Regions from separate parts of the Danio rerio genome. Here region 1 is linked to region 2. A link is a contact called in public HiChIP or PLAC-seq data. All regions are on one chromosome and are shown on one strand. Each heading gives the region's core, a stretch centred on a gene start, on an enhancer-like site or on the middle of the called end of the contact. The rest is flanking DNA. Distances are from core to core; before and after follow the strand shown. Region 1 holds the start of atxn7l3a (ataxin 7 like 3a). Region 2 holds the start of rnd2 (Rho family GTPase 2).

Region 1 (2,700 bases), core at 11-2,510, 140 kb after region 2:
CTACAAAAGCAAATAAAATACAGTATTGTGCAAGATATTCTCCAAGAAAAAGGTTTTATGATTTATTTTTTAAGTATTACAATGTGATTATTGCATTTGATTGTCTTATTCAGTGCTTGTAACAGAGTTTAATAAAGTTAAAAGTCTTATATTTGTACTGACAAAGAAAATCTTAAGTCTGTAATAAAATTTAGAGTGTACCCTGTGAATGCTAGTGGTGAACGTGTATAAAACCCCAACTTTAGCTATTTTAAACTGTTTTATTATCTGTCATCATTTACCAGTACCTCTAGCTTGGTGTTATCCAGGCCTGACAGAGACATATCCTCCATTTTCATTTGCAGCAACTATGGTAGGGGAGCTGTCATTGTTGACAACAGGAGGAGGAGGAGTGGAAAACACTGAAAAACACAAACAAAAACCCATTACATCATGGTCAAATCTGCATCGTCGTCTAAATGAAACTGCGTCGTTTAGCGCCAAAGGCGAAACATGCGTAGCTAAAATAATATGCTAATGAGCATTGTAATACACACTATACACAAACTGTAGCGCTATAAAAGGATGTACAGTAAATTATTTGTTAGAAATTAAAGGCCCTATCTAAAACGCACACCCATTTCCTAGATCATTTTATCCTTATCAGTAGATGCCTGTCAAAAGCTCGTTCAACACCCACGTTGATATATAACGTTAAGCTATAACGGGATTAGGATAAATAAACGGGCATAGCGATTATCAATTTCAACAGAGGGCAAATAAAACAAATGAAGATCTGTAATTAATAACCACCGCGTCATAAACTTAATAAAACTGTTGAACACACGTACCAACAACGTCAACATAATGTTAGTTGACAGGTACTGACTACAGCACAGCATTTACTGACTGACTGACTAAACATTTGCGTTTCCGTTCGGGCGGGTTTTAATAACATTGTTTCAAAACTGCAGTGATGTGTAGTAAAGCTACAAAGTAACCGACTGCGCGCTCATTGAAACGCATTTGTTTAATATGTGTCGACTTACCAAGACTAAACGGCCCCAGTCTTGCCTCATTCACAAACCAGCCGTTCCTCTGGTTAACGACAACAGAGAACAAACCTACTCAAAACGTGCGTATGAAGGTAACGGAAACGTTATTTAACAAACACGGTTAGGCGCCTGGCTGAATAGGTCACACGAATAAAAAATGATGTTTGGAAATAAAACAACGCTGCCATTTTGGCTCCTGTCAGACATCACTAGTGTATTGCAGAGCCAACGTGACCCATCGATTCCTTTCGCCTTGAATTCGTTCCCATGCACTCTGTTGTATAGCCTATAGGCACACGTGTAGTTCACAGATAAAAAGAGAAATCCAATAAAATAAAAAGAATGAATGAGGGAACGAAGAAAAGCTACAAATAAACAAAGAAGAGAAAACGGAATGAACAGATGAAACAAATCAACAAGACAAACAAAAAGGCACAGCAAAAACAAAGAAAAAGACAAATACAACAACACTAATCACAACAAATGATTGATGGAAAAAAATACAAAGGAAAATAAAAGCTAATAACATGATGAACAAGATCAACAAAAGAACATAAACAATAGAAGAAATGAATAATAGAACAATCAACAGACAATCTCAAACAACATACAAAACAATAAACAAAAAAACAGTTGGAAAATAATACCAAGACGACAGGCAGAATTAATGATATAAAGAACAAATAAACAACATGGACTAAACAAGGAAGCTAACGGCGAGCATGACGACCGAATATCTCAAATATGTGTATTTATATGTCAGTTAAATCAGTTAACGGTTGAAAATCTAAATTTTTAACGCAACTGATAAATGTTATTAAATAAATAAATAACCAAAAAAGGTAAAAACCCAAACAAGCACTATTGTTTTTTTTTTAACTCAACCGTTAAGTTAACCCTTTTAATGCCTGCTCTACCAAATGGTTGAACATTTCGTGAATGTTTTTAAAGTCATTTAAAGTATGACTGTTTGAAATAATGGTTACCACACAGCATTGTTGGTTTACAAAAAAAATCTTTAAAAAAAATTTTTTAAAAAAATCCTGTTGCACTACTAAACTTGATTTTGGTTTTATTGTAAAAAAAAAAAAGAAAAAATGAATTAAACGTGTTAAATGAGAATCTAAAATATTTTATGGCATACTTAAAAAAGATTATTATCCGAAAATGTGTTATTTTTTTATTGTTTTTCAGTAAATTTGTCTTGCACTTCATATTTTTCAGATTCATATTAATTCTGGTACTTTTACTATAAATCAACATATCAACCATTTGGTAAAGTTTGATATTTTAGAAGTTATGAGATGTGAAAAAATGCTTTGAGTGTGTTAATTAGTCACATAATGACTTAAGAAATGCAATCCAAATATTTTTTTCTTGATGGGGTAGCAAAAAGGGTTAAATAAATAACTCAACGTTTTTTTTTTAGTGTAGAACGAACAAGACCAAACGATCTAGAACAAATCGGTGAGTGAAAAAACAAAACCGAATCAGAAGAACTGTTTAAGAGAAGGTTTATTTGCTCAAATTGTAAATTGCAGGGATATAACATCTTTTGCTATAGAAAATGTCCAAATGTTTCAAATCTGCAGTACAAATTTAAGCTTTTTTTTCTTGCCATTTCTACAAATAAACAAACATGGGGAGGCGTAAAAACTAAAACTTA
Region 2 (2,700 bases), core at 74-2,573:
ACACCAATCTAAAGCTTGATTGAATACTAAGATATATATGCATCTTGCGATCACTGAGAGTAGGGAATCGCACCTATAAATGTAACTCAAAAAGATCACATTTTCAAGCAGCCATAAACTTAGAGAATATTTCAAAACAAAACACATTGCATGTTTAAATAGATATGTACAAAGTTGAAGTTAGTCTGTAAGGACTGTCAGGAAAGGATGAGTATTTTAGTTTGTTTGAATCACACTAGCCTACTGTAAAAAAATATATTTTATCTATAAAAATATTTTGTCCAAATATTCTGTATAAAATAAATTATTTTAAGCAAACATTTTAATTAATTTGCCATCATATTAGCTTTTGCTGTATATATGATTTGCCCTTAAGTAATAATCTTAACATGTAACATTAAAACATGCCCATTTAAATAGTAACCAATATCAGTTGACGAATTAAAATAAGAGAAAATCGATATCGCCCACTTCAAAGCAAAACCCTTATTTTTCCACATAAATCAACAGTATGTTTCACACGATAATTAAAAGACAACGCCAGCTTTTGACTTAATCTCTGAATATGACCAACTGTTTTATATAACTTGTATAGATAAGTACGCCTAGTGAAGCGTTTAAACGCTAAAACTTTTGTTTTTTCACGTCTTAATTTGCACCCTGTTACTAACAGCTCGTGCCACAAGCGCCTCAGTGCCAAAACCCCTGACTCCTTCTTTTCTTATCATGCTGCGCTCAAGAATGACCAGTCCCTTAATACACACGCACGGGACATCATGCAGTTTATTTATTTACCTCGTTAAAAATTGCAACTTTCAATACAACCTACTGTTCACTAAACAGCCATAGCCGCCTACTTTAACATACTCTGACAGGCACCATCATCATCAATTCACTCATCCAACTTATTTTCTGTTCTTCTTAAGACATTTAACGCCAATTAATAATCTGAGTTCACCTCAGGGTAGTTGTCCTTGGCGAATACATGCAGCAGCGCCGTCTTTCCACACTGCGTGTCCCCGACCACCACGACCTTACAGCGGCTGTGCTGTCCGTCCATCATCATCAGCATCACAGGCTTTACAAGCACCATCCGCCGCCCGACACCAATGCTTTATACCGCCAAATGAATGATTCACGGCAGAGACGGTGGCTCTGTGTCTGTGCTGTGACTGTGAGTGGACGGGTTTGTGCCAGGGAGAGAGTCAGTCCACCCTCCCCTGCCCGCTTGTCAGTCTCCGGTTCCCCCGGCGACACCACGCGCTTGGACTCACCGCCTCTGCCGCGTCATGAGCCGGGCGGGCGTGTTGTGCAGCCGCCGCCGCCTCTTGACTCGGCAGCTTTGATTTTTAATGTCACGACGTGGTTCTCTCTCGCCCTCCTACTGTGGTTTGGCCACGGTGTAAATTAAACGACCCCTCGGGCTCGTGTGTGGAAATTGATTTAACGACGTGATTTAACGCATCACTGAATCGCTCATTCAGGGTTTTCCAAGGTCATGAGAAATTATAGAGAAATAAAGAAAAAAGTAAATATAAAGCACTAGGTTGGAACATTTGTGAAATTGAGCCATGATAATACTGGTGAATAAGGTAAATTACCTTGCTATTACCAAACTAGCTTTGAATATGAAATGAAATATCTTAATGTAAATTAGACATTACTTCATGTATTAATCTACATTTTTAGTACACAAAAATGTCTTTTTAGCATTCCATAATTCTGGAAAAAGAAAACAGCCAGACAAATATTTGTATAACATGTTGAATGCAATCAAATCAAATCTCTCTGTAAAAAATAAAATATTTAGAATATGAGTAAATCTGTAAGTACTGCTGAAGTGGAGCTATATCTTAGTGCTGGTGTAATTATTTTTTAAATATGCAACATTTAAATTACTGCCAAGATGAACAAGTGCAACTAAAGAAACACAAAAGTGCATTTTGTGTGCTTTTTTTTTTACATTAACCTGACAAATTAAATGCTTTATGACCAGCCAAAAAGCCAGAACATTTCTAAGTTAACAGGTGCAGTTTGGAAGGCTTTAATATTCTGTGCTGCAGAGTCGAAGAAGTTCAGGTGAGGTTATCTAATACAGAGAAAAATAGTCTATATTAAATTAGAAAAGTTTGCAAGCACATCTCTTAAAGTGGAAATTTTCTTAAAGAATAGCTTAAGTCATCTAAAATTCAAGAGTCACTTTGTCTGTCTTTGAAGATTTAAATTGCCTTTTCAGCAACTTTTTTGATTCATTTAAATTTATCTTTTTAACCACAAAATCAAGAAAACAAATAGGCAAAATACAATATGTGGTACTGCTAGGCCTATATTTTGTTGCTGCCAACCTTTTTTTTATTTACATTTGGAATTTTTGGAGAACTTTTGTGTTTAAGAATTAAAAGCATTTTGTTTTCTCATTTCTCAATTTTACATTTAATGCTCATAATTCAAGGAATCGTTGTTTTGTGACTTTCTTTTCTGCCTTTAATGACTCACAAGTTTAATCAAAACATTAATACTTGAGGAACATCTTATTGAAAGCATGGAGAACACTACTTGGTTAAGGCCTATTAATCGTTTTGCAAAAAAGACAAACTGCTGTTTATTAATTTAATTAAAATAATAATTCATAAAGGGAAAAACAAGCTGACATAAAATAAAGTAGGCTATACACACAAAATAAGGTATTAGTTTCATGGT

What was found. HiChIP or PLAC-seq counts read pairs in DNA pulled down with a chosen protein or histone mark.
Region 1: an H3K4me3 HiChIP or PLAC-seq map of embryo shows a contact between it and region 2, with 2.1 times the contacts expected there. The contact joins the promoter of atxn7l3a here to the promoter of rnd2 in region 2. A contact is called at or near these places in 1 of 18 Hi-C or Micro-C datasets (hematopoietic stem cells) and 1 of 4 datasets of contacts at active chromatin or transcription factors (embryo).

Annotation. Positions count from the first base shown.
Region 1 is chr3:18,820,595-18,823,294 of GRCz12tu, forward strand. atxn7l3a (ataxin 7 like 3a) reads right to left here and starts at 1,261. Exons shown (of 13, transcript NM_001040341.2): 1 at 1,029-1,261; 2 at 288-401. The coding sequence starts at 338. ubtf (upstream binding transcription factor) reads right to left here. Exons shown (of 22, transcript NM_001005395.1): 22 at 2,531-2,700.
Region 2 is chr3:18,679,673-18,682,372 of GRCz12tu, forward strand. rnd2 (Rho family GTPase 2) reads right to left here and starts at 1,324. Exons shown (of 5, transcript NM_001045364.2): 1 at 959-1,324. The coding sequence starts at 1,060.